5 separate regions of the Mus musculus genome follow, and all the other regions are linked to region 1. The links are chromatin contacts, called in public Hi-C, HiChIP or PLAC-seq and promoter capture Hi-C maps. All regions are on one chromosome and are shown on one strand. The core of a region is the stretch at or near the end of the contact, and the rest is flanking DNA. Distances in the headings are between cores, read along the strand shown.

Region 1 (2,917 bases), core at 134-2,633:
TCCTTTCAGGTTCGCCTGCCTCTGTTTACCTCCATAAATGGATCCTCTCCCCAAAACGCAAGAGTTTAAAGACCCGGCTATGTGTCTCAAGACCCACCATCATATCTGGTGAGAGGGAACAGGAGGTGGGCGAGGGGAAAAGAGACTTTCCCCTTCCACACTCGGCCTTCACTCCCACCTGTGCTGAGCCCAATGCCTTGCTTGGCTCAATGCTACAAGGGAAAGTTGTCGTCCTGGATGACATTCCCCAATCGGAGACCTTGGGGTGGAGGGAAGCACGGCTGGGGAATGTTGGAGATGGATGGGAAAGGAAAGTGGACCCAAAGAGGGGGGCGAAGGGGAGGCAGCCCACCTGGACATGTGTTCCCTTTGGGGCCGGTGCGCTTTCTCCAGCCCCAGCTTGGTGAAGATGCCCACCAGCACCATGACAGCCACCACCCCGCAGATGATGTAGACGATAAGGTTGGTCTTGTCCTTGGTGGGGTCGTGCAAGGGGTCATCCTTACGCGCTGGGGGCTTGCCCGTGTTAAGCCAGAGTGGCGTGTCGTAGTTGGTACAGGTGCTCTGGTTCAGTCGCCGCTTCTTAAACGTGCAGCAGAACCGGAAGCCACAAGTCCCGCAGCAGAAGATGAAGTCGCCCGAGCTGCAGTTGAACGGCGGGTCCCACTGGCCCATGACATCGAAGTAGCCCCGACAGGAGTCTGGCGTGGGCGCTCGAGTCGGCGGTGCGTCCGAGCCCCCGACGCCCTCGCCGGCCTCTCCGGAGGCGGCTCCGGAGCGGTTGCCCCCTGTGAGCAGCAGTACGCCGCCCAGTTGCGCTAGCTGCCCGTGCCCAGATCGCTCCTGCGCCCGGCACATGCGGGCACACAGCTCGGTGAGGAAGCAGCCGAGAAGCAGCCGAAGGACTCGGCGCATCGTGTCTCCCAACCCGGGCTGGAGCGCTCGGCCGCCGCTGGAGCCGCTACCGCCGCCTCTGGACGCGCGGCCGAAGCTGCCGAGGCTGCTGGCGGGGGCTGCGGGCCGCCGCTGGCCGCACATGCAGGGAGGCGGCGCGGGGCGCTCGGTGGTCGGCGGCCACTGCGCTCGGCTCAGACTGCGTTCGCCTCCAGCGCGACGCGCGCCGAGGAAGGGGGCCGGCCGGGGAGGAGCGCGCCGGGGCCGGGCGGGGACGGAGCAGGAGCGGGGGCCAGCGCGGGGTGCAGGTCCTGCTGGCCACCGGGGGAGGCGGGGGTGGAAAACAGGAGAGAGTCGCTGTGTCCGTAACTCCCTTCCACCCGCCACCCGGGACTCGGCTCCCCACGTCCGCTCGCTCGCAGGATGCTCTTCACCTCTCTAGCACGCCAAGTGCGCTGGAGAGAGAGAGAGAAGCGACACTTGTGGAATGAAGGGAGGGCCAGAGGGAAGGGGGAAGGGGAGGAGGGCGGATAGAGGAGGGGTGGTGGTGAGCGCTAGCTCGAAAGGGGCGGGGGCGCGTAAAGAGGTGACTCGGGCGGGCGGGGGCGAATAGGGGGCGTGCAGAGAGAGCTCGGGCAAAAGCAGCAAGCTCCACCGCTGCCAGGCTCGAAAGAACAGCTCTGATTTCTCGGCAGGTGGAAAGAACCACGGCCGGGACCTCTGGCACCCTCTCGGGGAGAAAGGTGCTCCTCACCCCAAGCAAAGACTCAGAGGTGGTTCCGCCCTCGATTTCCCCCCCTAGGGGTGCGTGCGCAGGAGCTGCGATTGCAATCTGTCGATCAGGGAAGGGGTGACTAGGAGAATCGGGACAGATTAGATGGCTTGCTCACTCCAAGACACACTAGAAGCAGTGTAGACAAGATCTCCCTCCTCCTCCCGGGCGTGCAGGAACTGCCTTGCCCTTTCCGGGGATGCGACCTCATGCCTGGCGCGAGCCTGGGATGGTTCGAGTCCCTGAACAGAGAAGAGGCTGGAACTGGGAAGGTGGGTTAGGTGTCAAACCCCTTGGGCTGTGGTAAGCACCCCAGAACAGGGGCTTGGGAACTCATATTAAAAGCTGGGTGGTCTGGCGAGGCGGTCAGCGGACAAAGCGAAGGCAATGGCTCACCCTGGAAGGGCTCTCCTAAGAACTCCCCTAGCCCTTAGGACCTGCCGCTTTCTGTCCCTCTTCGCCCCCGCAGCGAACGCTGAGCTCCACAGGAGGGCACACAGCGGCGCCGCCTCTGCGCTGGCAGTTTTGGCGCAGCGCAAGGCCTGGGCACTCATCCTCAGCCACTCGTTTCTGCAGCCCGCGCGACAGTCTCCAGAGCAGGCTGTCCCCTGTCCCCACGGAGCCCCCCTTCCCCGACATCCTCACCGAGGTTGTTTCCTTGGCTCCCAGCATCTCTTCTCAACCTTTCCAAATTTGTTCTCTCTTCCTTTCTCCTGACTGATTCCTCCCAGCCCTCCATAAGCCCTCGACCATTTCTCCTATTTCTTCCTGCCCTCTACTTGAATTTGATTTCAATAGCCCCTAAATCAGGATTCACATCAAAGCTGCTAAGCTAAATTTATATCCCCACACGCCCTGGCGTTTTGTTTTTTAATTGTATTAACTGAGTATGCTCTTTGCAGTAGGCTGGGTGAATCACAGAGGAAGCAATGTTTTCTGTTCCCTCTCCTCTTGTTTGGTTTCAGCTGCAGGACTCTTGGGGGAAATTTTCAAAGGACCACGAAGTTGGGCCACATGTAAAATGGTCTGCTGGGATCCTCTTAATTGATAATTTATGAGAGGATTTATTAAGACTGTGTGGCAAGTTTTTTCCAAATCAAAGGGTTTGGCTAAACTCCCCCTCCCTTTGATGAAAGAAGATTTACAAATGCAGCCCAGGGCCACCTTGGTAAACCACACCAGGTCTTAGAGCCAAGACTGACTGCAGTAGAATGTACTCCAACCCATCCCCCACTGTGAAAAGGAAAGAGA
Region 2 (2,917 bases), core at 134-2,633, 460 kb after region 1:
TGGTGCATGTGCATGCGAGTGCAGGGCCGGCAGTGGCAACTGCAGTAACCAGCTCGCCTCTCAGAGGCTTTGAGAAGCACAGCATGGGGTGTGAAGACATGGATACAATAAACTGAGTCAGCCTCCTTCTACTCATCCTCCATGATACCGAGAGAAGTCCAGGCATGGCGGTACAGACTTGTCATCCAAGCTACTCAGGAAGATGAGGAATGACTTCAAGTTCAAAAACAGCCTGCGCTATACAGCAAGTCTTTGAACAACCTAGATGACTTTGTGAAACTTGTCTCATAATAAGTGAAGATGGCTGGGGATGTGGCCAGTGGTGAGTGCTTGTCTACAGCTGGGGAGTGCCATGTGGTCCTGATGTCTGCCTCCAGCACAGAAAATCAAAAATGAGAATCTAAGTCAGGCAGAGTAGGCATGTCTATAATCCGAATAACCAGGAGACCGAGACAAGAGAGTCATAAGTTCAAGGACAGCCAGATATATAGAACCTTAGAGAAAGTACCGAGCTCAAACCCCCAAAACCAGGTGGTCTCCATGAGCTGGGAACGCATGCCCTGGCTGTCCTGTGCTATAAGCATGATGAGGTTCTGTCACCCAGGTGACTGTCCCAGCCCCAGGGCCCTACTTCCTGCTCCATTCCTCCCTTCCCTGTACTATCTGTTAGCAGCAAACTGCTACTCTCTTCAAGTACCTAGGATTACTACAGTGCGCCTTGCAGAAAATGCTGAGTGAACAGAGCTAAAAGGGGAGAGAAAAAGAACCTTCTCCATCCCACGATTCATGGGTGGGCAAGCGTAGCACACAAGCCCGTCACTGGCATGCCTCTGCTCCCGTGCCAGGGAGGTGCGGCTGAGCAGCAAGGCAGACTGTGCGGGAGGCATGCTCGCTGGACACCCAAGCACATGTTTATTCATTTTTAGAAAGCCTGCGGTGCCCTCCCCCTTATCCCATGAAATCTGACCATCCTACTCAGCTTCTATTCCTGTCCCTTGCTCATTTGCGTAATTTTAACACTGCAGAATATAGCTAGCCTAAGAATATTTTTTATAATTACACCCATCACAGGAACTGTCAGTATCTAATGAAGGATAATTTCAGCTATTATAAGAAGCTTAAAAGATCATTTTCATGAATAATTCGTAATATGAATCATTAAATTCAAACAATGTCAGAAATTTCAAAAAAAGAGAGAGAAAAAAAAGAAGGAAAAAAAGAAAAGAAAAGAAAAATATTTTAGGTGCCTAAAAGTCACTCTCCCTTTAAAGGCAGAGTCTGACGAGCTCGGAAACCCAAGGTTGAGTGACAGTGGGGAGGAAGTAATGTGGAGGTTGGGTTGGAGGTTTCTTCTGGCCCTGCCTATCTCTCCAGCTCAGCTCAGCCCTGCTCCTGCTGCCCACACCCAAGATGCAAGCCCTGAGCCCCTCGGCCTCCATTCTAGTGTACCTGCCCAACCCGCTTCCTCTGCCAAAACAGGAAACACCCTGGTCTGGAAACAGAATGAATGCACACAGTGCTGGCTCTGCTGGTAAATACCCTGAGCACCCAGATCCAGCCATAGCTGGTTTCAACTGTCTGCTAAAGGCGAGGGAAGTTAGAGTAAAGCGGCAGGCCTCACAGACCTTTCTAACAGCAGGATCACAGGTCTCCTGTCTAGGCTGGGCTAAAGCCCAGGAAGCGGACTGCAGGCTGGCTGCTGGGGTGGGAATGTGCTTGAATGCTGCTGGAGGGATAGTCAAGATCTAGATCTAGATGACACTGACTTCCAGGGCTGCCATCTGTCCCTATCGGAGGCACTGAGGTCTTTGTGCTCACCCCCGCCCCCACCTGCCAGCCTATACATGCAGAGAATGATTTGTGAGCAGACAGCACACCCATGGTGATTCCAATATTCTGATACCGAAAGGATGACCCAGAAAAGTTCTATTAAGTGACAGTGTTACCTGGAAAAGACAAGGCAGGTCTGGGACCTCCAATTCCTCCAAAGGTCAGCTGATAACTATTTTAGTGTGTATTTTAGAGGACACCCCCTTCCTGTCTCTGCTGGAACTATCTAGCTATACAACTGCCTCATGAAAGCAGCCATCAGTGATACTAACAAATAGGTGTGGGCATGTCACAATAGAACTAGATCTACAGTTCAAATCCCAGCACCCAGATAGCAGCTCACAGCCTATAAACTCCAGTGCCACGTAATCTAATACCCTCTGCACAAACACATATGCAAGCATGTGCTGCACAAACATACAGCCAAGGAAATATACAGAATTTTTTTTAAAAACTGGGTTTACAAACAAGGCAGCTTGTTCCCAAGCCAACCCAGTATGCTCGAATCACATTTGGAGAGAAAAATGTAGAGCAGGTACACGTATCAGAGAGCCTAAGGTCTGTCTGTGTACATTCATATGTATCATTCATTTCTGGTTACTTAGAGAACTAGAAGAGATGGGTGACTAGGGATCATTATATTGCTGTTCAAAACCTGATAAAATATTCAATTACACAAAAAAGAGAATGGGACACAAGCTACCTCAGGACTGCTCCCACTGAAGCTAGTTCTCTTGTGATAGAGTCAAATCCCAAAAAACAGCCCTCTATAATTCATACTCATGTGGGGAAAGGGGAAAAATAATAACTGAGAATCCAAGAAGATAAATTTTATGCTGTCTTCCAAAAACCAAGCCAACAAAAGATAAAGAGTAGTTTAAAGTTGTGTGACCCCAGCCTGTGACCCTCTGTTACGTGGCAGTTATTGGGGAGGAGGGGTAGGCTGAGTCTGTGCCTGTTCCAAATGACACAACAGCAGGTGTGTGTGTGTGTGTTTCAACTCTTGTCTAGAATATACTGTATATGTACCTTAGATTCAACGGAGTGTATATGTGTATGTAACTTGGATTCAACTCTATATGTAAGT
Region 3 (2,917 bases), core at 110-2,609, 400 kb after region 1:
CTCAATGGAGGTAGATGGCACAGGAAGTTGTCGTCTGGCTTCACACGCATTCACATGCACACGCACATGTGTTCAGAAAAGAAACATTATCATATCTACAGCCTTACAAACAGATGAGAGGAAAGCTGCACAGAGGAACAGTCTGGAGGAGTGACTGTGTGCGAGGTAGTGACACACACCTCTGACAACGGTGTGATAAAACACAGCTCTGTATGCTGACTAAAAGGTAATGTTAGAGACAGACATCGCTGCTAGTGAGGAACTGAAGTGTCATCCCTGTCTCACTGCTAAGTATCTCTGCCAGGTTGCCAAACTTGCACATGTTCTTCCTGCAGCCCAATTGCCCTAGCCCACCCAAGCTGACAGGCAAAGGACCTGCACACCTTCCCCTCCATGGCAAGGTCTCAAATACTGCCCTCGCCCCCGTCTCTGCACTCACTGACCCTTGGATGAAGAGTACTCAGCTGGTAGAGCAGAGTCCCAAAAACAAGGGAGAAGGTCTGTTCACCGCTAAGCGCTCATCTGTTCACTACTTGTTCGCTGTGAGCTAACGTAAGCTGGAGTCTCCATGGCATCCTTCCTTCCCCTCGAAGTACATCCCATTCCCTATTCTCCGTTCCCCACATCTGACCAGGGCTCTCCGCTGTCTCAGTGCAGAAGCAAGACCCTGTGATCAGATGAAGAGCAAGAGCGGAGGCTCAGCTGGGTTGCCAGCATAAATTCAAAGCTTTGGCCAGGAATAAAAGAAGCAAAGCCTTGTCTTCTCTGAATGTGAACTTGGAAGAAAAGATTTGCTCAGGGGAATCACAGCCATCTATGAACAGAAGGGGAATTACCCATGCCTAAAATCAGACTGTCCTGGACTGAAGATAAGCAGGACAGCAACAAGTACCCCAATAGTTCCCTGGCTAAACAGATAAAAATCCCACTCCTCCTTTTTACAAAGATTACAGTGGGCCCAGCAGCAAAACAGCAAGGCTGCCTTCTAAGTAGCAGCCTGGGGACCCAGACTCGGGCCCTCTTGTGGCTGGGCCACACAGAATCCATGGCTCACAGGTACCCTGCAAGGAAAACAAGAACCAGGAAATGTTCGTTCTCCAGTTGATCTCTCCCCCAGCCTGGACCGCACAGCAGTTCTATTTATACCCCAGTAGCCTGAGCAAGTCACATGGTCCCAAGGAGAAAACTGAAATAGGACTTAGTAAATAAATGTATTGTGTCTGCCTCAGCCAGTTTGATCTAGCTTCCCTGTGGTCTTCATCGAAAATGCTGTTTAAATGGGTTACCAGTCAGATGCCAGGGGTCCTGCTGGATGCTAGGGCTAGAACAGCTAGAATGGTGATGATTGGGGCACGTCTACTGCCATCTGCTGGGCTTGCAGCAGAGCAGACTTGGGGAAAGGGCAAAATGAGAACACAGTCAAGGCAAGTACAGAGAAAGCTGCCCTATCAGGATCAGGATGTAGGATACAAAGGATGCTGAGGACACCTGGGGACCGAACCCAGTTTGTAGAAGAGCAGAGAAGTGGCCCAAGCGAGCCTCAACCTTATAATGCCCCTGCCCCTGCCCCTGCCCCTGCCCCTGCCCCAGCCTGCTAGGTGCTAGAATTACAGGCACCTTCCACCACACCCTCTTCAGATGAGATCTTAAAGGTGAAGAAAATAAGTTACTCTCTCTCTTCATCTCCTCTCTCTGTGTGCATGCCCTTTTTCTCTTTCTTTCTCTCTCTCTCTCTGACCCACTCCCTCCCCCACTTTCCTCATGGCAACTTCCCAACCTCAGTCCTTGGGTCCAGTGAACTCTCCTGGCTGAGAGAAGCTTCCCAATAAACCCGCCTTGTGTGTGTGTGTGTGTGTGTGTGTGTGTGTGTGTGTGTGTGTGTGTGTAAAGTTAACAAGGAAAGATGAGTCAAGGATAGAAGACAGAAAAAAGGAATCAAGTTAGTTGTCAAGTTAGACAGCTTGCCCCAACCCCCATGCAAAGATGTGCTTCTGAAAGATGAAACAAGTTCTAGGTAAGGTGAGAAATGAGGCTGAAGGCAGCAGCAAGAGTTTACTAACACACACATCAGTGGTCTTCAGATGCCTTGAGGTACAGGTGAGTCACTGTAGCCAGAAGAGACTTCGGTACAAGGCTGGCAAACCTTGGTCTCCTCAGTCACATCAGCTGTCTGCTCTCTGAAGTTTGTCGCTCTACCCTCAAGCAGCAGGCTTTTCAAGTAAAACAAAGGCCAGCTTATCTGGTGCTCACAACAGCCCTGATCCCTCCCAAGGTGTGCCCAGCACCAACAGAACAGCCCTGAACCTCTTCCATCAAGACCAGGCGACTCTGGCTTCAGGAAGCTTCTTCCTGCATAAAGGGAGAAACCTAACAGAGACTCAAAATACTGGAGGGCTGAGGAGCTGAAATCAGCCACTATAATTACCAATATTTTTATCTGTTGTCCAAAAGAAGAGCCTTGGATCATCTTCCAAGTGTGTCTCTGTGGAAGTTCGCCTACTCCTTCCTAAGTACTCCAGACTCCCGGTCAGAGGCAGGCCCAGATTCCAGGCCGCCACAAAGACAAAACCAACACTTAGGCATCTGAGCAGCCTCCTCCATCTCTGGTTGGATTTTTTAGACAGAGTCTCAACTATACAACCCAGGTTGGCCTCAAACTCAGGATCCTCCTGCCTCCGCCTCCCAGGTGCTAGGATCACAAGTGTATTACATTATACCCAAATGAGACAAAGAGAATCCCTTATCTGCTATGAGGAAGGAGAAAGCACATGGCTCAGATGAGGAGCTACAAGCAGAAGAGTGCTGGCAACCCAGGAGCAGCACAGCATCTCCAGGGACTAAGATGAGCTGAGGAATCAGTGCTCACTGCTGCTGGCTGCTGAACAGAGGCTGCACTCCTGCATACCTCAGGATCCAT
Region 4 (2,917 bases), core at 160-2,659, 310 kb after region 1:
AGAATTTCCTCTCAACAATGAAGTGTCCCAAACTTTTCATGATTTTATTTTCTTTAACAGAGTCTGACATGTTGCCTTCTACTCTTGAAGCTGTGATTAGAGTTTTCTGATCAGAGCTGGAGAGATGACCCAAGTGCATAAAAGTGTTCATTCCTCAAGGCTAACAACCTGAGTTAGATCACTAGGCTCCAATGTAGTAAAAGACATATTCTATACAGTCATCCTCTGGCCTCTACAGGGGTGCTCCAGCATGCACGTGTACACACAGACAGACAGACACACAGAGACATACACACACCATGCACACATAAGAAATAACAACAAACAAAGGACTTTCTTGTCAGTGTTCCCAGAGTTCAAGTAAAGAACAGAAGTGATTTTTTTGACACTGGGAAGCATTTAGAAACCACTACAACTGCAGCTACTGCCATTGTCACCATCACCACCACCACCATCATCACCACCACCACCACCACCACCGCCACCATCATTATCATCATAGTCCCTCTTCTTTATTTTGGAGCTCTGTTGAGGGTTTTGTCTTTTACTGTGGATAGTAACGTTAAGTGCAGACCCCAAAGACCTGGAGTCTGCACGTAGACCCTGTGACCCTGCCCCCCAGTTAATTGTGATTAGTAAATAAAGATGACAATAGCCAACAGCTAGGCAGAAGAGACATAGGTGGGGTTTAGGTTTCCTGGGCTTAGGACCACGGGGAGGACGAACATGCAGAAGAGGAGGAGGAAGAAAAAGAAGCTGCCATGGGCTAAGGTCAAGAGAGTGTGGCCCCGAGGGCTGCCCAATTGGAGCTAAGAGCAGCCCAGATGGAACATAGTAAATAGTAGTAACTCGGGATTATCGATAGGGAAATAGAGTCTGACAGCACGGAGGGCTGTACATATGAAAGGCTTAGTGACCAGCACTGGCCTTATTCACATTTCCCCTGTCCTTTCTTCATAAATACATTAGTGCAAAGGTGACTACAGAAGAGGTGAATTTGGTGACACAACTCAGTCACTGAAACTTTCCACCAGATGACTTCCTTTTGCTAAGCCACATGCCTGTTTTTCCTTTGACTTCTTCTTCTAACTGAGGTGTTTAACACCTGTTTCTCTCCACACCTTTCCTGGGCTCCCTGCTCTGCACCTGTCCCCTGTCACTGAGCCAGCAGCACTCAGATGCTAGAGCTGAGATTCCTTCACCACTCCTGGACTATAAGCGTCACACCGTCCTTGAGGACATCAATCAGCATTGGACACATTTTCCACAGCCTTGTCTCTCTGCCCCTAGAAAACCGTTTCCACACGGCTGCCAAGTCAGGCTGCCCCTCCTAGCTCTAGACAGTAGAGCAGTCTGACAGTCACCACGGCTGGGAAGCCTGGCACAGAGCTTGGGACTCACAGTCTCTTGGGAGGAGGCTGCCAGCACAAGGAGATAACCTCTCAAGGTTAGGCCTGAAACGCTTTTCTATATCTAGGAGAGGCTGAGGCAGAGATGCAAAGCTTAGAGCAACAGCTCCACCTCTTCTGCCTCATTAAGAAACCAAGACTTTTGAAGCCCAGCTCCAAACAACAAAACCTAAAAGCTCCCAGCCCTCCTGGTCTAGTGTGGTGGCTCAGAGACTAACACGATGTGAAGGCCTCCTGAAGCTGGAACCATTCCAAAGGCAGACAACAGGGAAGCTCTCCCAAGCCAGAAGGCATCTATTCACCACCATGTGTCTACTTCTTCAAAACCAGAAATAAAATAATCATTACCCCTGTGCCACATGCCTCCGGGAAGCATTCATCACATAAATACAACCCCTAGGAGCTGACATCTGAGCAGCTGCAGGCTGCCGGAAGACAGTCCCTACACACTGCCTCCTGCAGGCTGCCGAGAGACAGACAGTCCCTACACACTGCCTCCTGCAGGCTGCCGAGAGACAGACAGTCCCTACACACTGTCCCCTGTAGGCTGCCGAGAGACAGACAGTCCCTACACACTGCCTCCTGCAGGCTGCCGAGAGACAGACAGTCCCTACACACTGCCTCCTGCAGGCTGCCGAGAGACAGACAGTCCCTACACACTGCCCCCTGCAGGCTGCCGAGAGACAGACAGTCCCTACACACTGTCCCCTGCAGGCTGCTGAGAGACAGACAGCAATGGGCAATTGGGCTGTGCAGCAATGGCACCAGCAGGTGAGAAGCTGCAGCATGATGGTACCTGTTCCAGAAGCATCAGTGTCCAGCTCCATTTTGCCAATATAGCAAGGAAAAAGACAGGCAGTTACTTGAATCCTGGCCTGAAGCCAGGGCAGCCCTGGTTCTTAATTCTTGACTGGAGAGGAAAGTGTGTCTGTGTGTTTACATGCTCATGTACACACGTATGTGTACATGTGCATATAGAAAACAGAAGATAACCAATAGTCAGCTGATGTTCCATCTCCCCCTTCCACACAGTCTCTCATAGGTGCAGAACTCATCAGGTAGGTGAGGCAAGTTGCCCAGCAAGCCCTGGGGACCTGTTTCCACCTCCTTAGCACTGGGATCATGATACACATAACACACCAGCATTTTCAGATGGATTCTCAGGGTGGAACTCAGGCCCTCAACACACCCATTCCCAACATACTCATCACCAACTAAGCTCCAGAAACATACTTTTGTCATAAGTGTAGGACGATTATACCATGCTGTGTCTACACAGACAACCCTGTGGGTACAGAGTAACTCAAACAGCAACTACACTAATTGTGAATGCCTGGGAGGAACATGCCTGCAACAACTCTACTAACTAGGTCCTCTCCATGCATGCAGAAGGCTCTACAGGTACTATTCTAGAAGTTTCTAACCACTCTGAGAAGACCTATCATGATGTTAAAGAGGACAACACTGTGAGTGCTGCACTTTGTACATTCACTGTTGTGTCCCCAGGA
Region 5 (2,917 bases), core at 172-2,671, 290 kb after region 1:
GACTACAGCAGCACTATACAGTGGCCACACAGCTGCAAAGATTCCTAACCACAACACTTCTCTCAGCACCAAGAATGCTGCCATCTAAGAAAAGGAAGTCTGAGCTTAGCAGGCAGCCAGGAGCCACAGTTCCTATCATAGTGGGGGTCTGGAACCCATGTTCATGAGACTAATCTGTAGGGATGTGGCAGACAGGGAGTACTGGGGTCTGGACTCTAGTGCTAGGCCCTGGGCAGTGGGAGGGTTAGATGAATAAGTACAACAGTCAGTATGCCTAGGGTTCTCCTACTCGAGGACAGAGGGTGCCACACTGGAGGCTGCAGATCCTATCCCATTGAAGAAGGCAAACATCCTGTTTAAAATGACATCTGCCTTGCTAATCATGACACTTGATGCGTAATGTGGCTGCCCAGTTCCTCTTCAGCTGCCTCTTTACTGGACAAACGGATCACAGCCATGTACCTGCTTCTGTGGGCTGTGGATCCTTCCCTGAGCTCCACTTCTGAGTCATATTAAACAAACAAATGCTGGTGTCTCCATTGTGGCCACAAGAAGGCCACAGTAGTGGAAATGAGAGCAGTGAGTTGGGGCTTGGGGCAAGGGACAAGCAGGCTGACTGCAAAGACCTCTGGAAGGAGGTGCACCTGCAGAGGAATGTTGGTTTGGTAAGGTGCAAGCTATATAATCTCAAGTGGCTTGTGTGACATCTCGGAAGCTCTATCCCTCTATCAAATGGGCTAATGGCATCACTGCTGCCGCCTGGTGCTCATGGTGCTCAGGATGCTGGCCTTCCATGACAGTAGTCTCAGCCTTTCTCACTTGATTTGGGGAGCTTTTATCTTAGATGCCCAGAGAGGTAACATTGTCAGCTTGTCAGGGTCTAGAATTATTCAGCACATTTCTGAGAAATTCTGTGAGGGATTGTATTGAGTAAATTAACTGAGGTGGGGGGTGTGTATTAAATGCACTGGTGACCCCATGCCATGGGCTGGAATCTAAGACTGAGAAAACAAGAAATAAGCTGAACACAAGTTTTTAATCTCTGCTTCCAGAATGTAGATGCCAGGTGACCAGCAGCCTCACACTTGTGCCACTTACCTGCCCTAATGACAAGAGTTCCTAATGTGGTACCCATGAATCTTGGGTCGAGAGTCCTCCCCACTACCCTCCCGACAAGCACGCCAATGAGGAGGGCCCTCTTATGTGGGGTTGCTGTTTTAGCTTTTGTTCAGTAAAATGAAGTGCCCTAAGCTCATGAAAGCAACCTCAGGAGCCACCTGGAAAACCGGAGCAAGAGCTGAACGCCTTCTCCATAAAACTGCACCGGAGCTCAGACAGGCAGTTTTCAAAAAGCATCCAATTATAGCCCTGGGCCACTGGTCTCCTGCGCTAACAAGATGAAATTGATTTACTTTCTGAGCCAGGCAATCCAGCTGCCAGTGAACACCACTCCCTTTCAATTGTGTAATCTCTACTCTGTCCAGTGGTTTTTCTGGGATTTCATTTCCATAGTTAAAAGACAGAGATTTGAGCAGAGGTGAGAACTAGTCTGTAAAGTTCTCATTCCCAGCTGGATGCCAGGAAAATTTATTCTTTATATTTTTTAGAATCCCTGTTAATGTGTGTTTGTGCCAATAGACAGGAGAAAGCAAGGTGGAGAAGCACCCAGGTGGTAACACTCATGCCTCCACAGGCTGGATTCAACCATCCCAATGCTTTGAGAGTCAAAGTTTTGAGGGAATGGTGCTGATTTCTAGTATTTATTTAAACATTAAACCTTGCTCCATTAAAAGAAAAATCACAGAAATTGATAGACCCTATGGAATAAAGCAGAATAAATACATGGCAGCTCGTTCACCTTGACAGCCTAGTTCAACCAGGGCTGGCTCCAAGGGCGTCTAGATCACTTACTTGATTCTTTTGTTATTTGTCTGAGGTCAACTGCCAACAGGCAGGGGATGCAGTAAATGACCCAAAGCCACACTTGATCTCGAACATCTCCAAGCCAAAGCCCCTGTGACACAGGAACAAACAAGCAAGCCATGGAGACATGGAAGAGGAGATACTTCATCCACTGGGACATAAAAGCTGGCTGGGGTTGGGGCTAGGGAGGGAGGGAGAATCCAGGTAAAATAAAACTTGAAGTTCTAAGAATATCACAAAGGTAGGGTAAAGAACCCACCACCCTTCCTGATGGCTCACATTAGCATGGAGGGCCACTGGGAACAGTCGGTGATCAGATGGACTGACTGGCTTGTCACTGACTTAGGGAGTCAGAGAACATTCTGTGCTCCATGTGTAAGTGCATACCTGCACACACACACAGCAAATGGGCAAACACTGCAAGCCCACCATGAGGGGACAAAAGTGCTGACTGCTCCTTAGTGAGAGGCAGGACACATGCAATTACCACACGTGGCTGATTCTGCCCTATGTCAGCAAAGCTACCACATGTGTTAATTCCACCCCACAGAAGCCTATAAGGAATCCTGTCCTCAGTTGACTGCTGTAAACTGGAATAGTCCCACTAGCACTGCGGTGACAAATGTTCTTCATGATCTCTTTTGACTCTTCTCTGCTCAGTGAGCACATAATGGTGCCTCTTAAAGGGCTGGATCAATCCTGAATTACCCATTCAATTAAAGGAGGTTGATACGAGAAATATGCCACCTGATAATAAGCAATAATTACTGACTGTGCTGTGCACTCAAGATGTGAGGTGCAGATGCTGAAAGGCATTTCCTTGCCTCAGTGAATGGAAGGAGAAAGGACTGGGGTACCACTGAGGGCAGATACACACTTGCCTAGTGTGTACAAGGTCCTGAGTTCCATCCTCAGCGCCATGAATTAATCAATCAATGAGTGTGCCTACAAACCAAGAGGCATAGCATCTCAAAGAGAAGCCACCATTCCAGCC

What was found. Promoter capture Hi-C pulls out the DNA fragments that hold promoters and counts their contacts. A called contact is a pair of places that touch in the nucleus more often than the background predicts. HiChIP or PLAC-seq counts read pairs in DNA pulled down with a chosen protein or histone mark.
Region 2: a contact with region 1 is called in a Hi-C map of cortical neurons, with 4 times the contacts expected there. The contact joins the enhancer-like site here to the promoter of Shisa9 in region 1. A contact is called at or near these places in 3 of 39 promoter capture datasets (embryonic stem cells, frontonasal cranial neural crest and pre-B cells), 1 of 484 Hi-C or Micro-C datasets (cortical neurons) and 4 of 115 datasets of contacts at active chromatin or transcription factors (astrocytes, embryonic forebrain, embryonic midbrain and 1 more).
Region 3: a promoter capture Hi-C map of hippocampal neurons shows a contact between it and region 1, with 6 times the contacts expected there. The contact joins the enhancer-like site here to the promoter of Shisa9 in region 1. A contact is called at or near these places in 9 of 39 promoter capture datasets (the HPC-7 cell line, cranial neural crest, embryonic stem cells and 4 more), 4 of 484 Hi-C or Micro-C datasets (cortical neurons and cranial neural crest), 5 of 115 datasets of contacts at active chromatin or transcription factors (astrocytes, embryonic forebrain, embryonic midbrain and 2 more) and 1 of 9 other capture datasets (embryonic stem cells).
Region 4: an H3K4me3 HiChIP or PLAC-seq map of forebrain shows a contact between it and region 1, with 3 times the contacts expected there. The contact joins the enhancer-like site here to the promoter of Shisa9 in region 1. A contact is called at or near these places in 8 of 39 promoter capture datasets (embryonic stem cells, frontonasal cranial neural crest, hematopoietic stem and progenitor cells and 4 more) and 4 of 115 datasets of contacts at active chromatin or transcription factors (astrocytes, embryonic forebrain, embryonic stem cells and 1 more).
Region 5: a Hi-C map of the N1E-115 cell line shows a contact between it and region 1, with 5 times the contacts expected there. The contact joins the enhancer-like site here to the promoter of Shisa9 in region 1. A contact is called at or near these places in 7 of 39 promoter capture datasets (the C10 cell line, embryonic stem cells, hematopoietic stem and progenitor cells and 3 more), 1 of 15 datasets of contacts at CTCF or cohesin (the NIH/3T3 cell line), 14 of 484 Hi-C or Micro-C datasets (the AML12 cell line, the HPC-7 cell line, the N1E-115 cell line and 9 more), 7 of 115 datasets of contacts at active chromatin or transcription factors (astrocytes, bone marrow-derived macrophages, embryonic forebrain and 4 more) and 1 of 9 other capture datasets (embryonic stem cells).

Annotation. Positions count from the first base shown.
Region 1 is chr16:11,982,579-11,985,495 of GRCm38.p6, reverse strand. Shisa9 (shisa family member 9) reads right to left here and starts at 1,383. Exons shown (of 5, transcript NM_028277.2): 1 at 353-1,383. The coding sequence starts at 915. Gm32278 (predicted gene, 32278) reads left to right here and starts at 1,751. Exons shown (of 2, transcript NR_155455.1): 1 at 1,751-1,938.
Region 2 is chr16:11,525,142-11,528,058 of GRCm38.p6, reverse strand. All of the region lies in intron 14 of Snx29 (sorting nexin 29), which reads right to left. Among named protein-coding and RNA genes, the nearest start is that of Gm32100, 57 kb to the left of the region's middle. Within about 2 kb of position 1,383, at least 99 of the 459 cell types and tissues checked have an H3K27ac peak or open chromatin away from gene starts, as enhancers often do. A contact at or near this core is called in cortical neurons and embryonic stem cells, where this site is marked.
Region 3 is chr16:11,578,208-11,581,124 of GRCm38.p6, reverse strand. All of the region lies in intron 15 of Snx29 (sorting nexin 29), which reads right to left. Among named protein-coding and RNA genes, the nearest start is that of Gm32100, 4.0 kb to the left of the region's middle. Within about 2 kb of position 1,359, at least 61 of the 459 cell types and tissues checked have an H3K27ac peak or open chromatin away from gene starts, as enhancers often do. A contact at or near this core is called in cortical neurons, forebrain, hippocampal neurons and 1 more, where this site is marked.
Region 4 is chr16:11,669,548-11,672,464 of GRCm38.p6, reverse strand. All of the region lies in intron 18 of Snx29 (sorting nexin 29), which reads right to left. Among named protein-coding and RNA genes, the nearest start is that of Gm32100, 87 kb to the right of the region's middle. Within about 2 kb of position 1,409, at least 36 of the 459 cell types and tissues checked have an H3K27ac peak or open chromatin away from gene starts, as enhancers often do. A contact at or near this core is called in forebrain, where this site is marked.
Region 5 is chr16:11,693,060-11,695,976 of GRCm38.p6, reverse strand. All of the region lies in intron 18 of Snx29 (sorting nexin 29), which reads right to left. Among named protein-coding and RNA genes, the nearest start is that of 4833415N18Rik, 85 kb to the left of the region's middle. Within about 2 kb of position 1,421, at least 17 of the 459 cell types and tissues checked have an H3K27ac peak or open chromatin away from gene starts, as enhancers often do. A contact at or near this core is called in the N1E-115 cell line and bone marrow-derived macrophages, where this site is marked.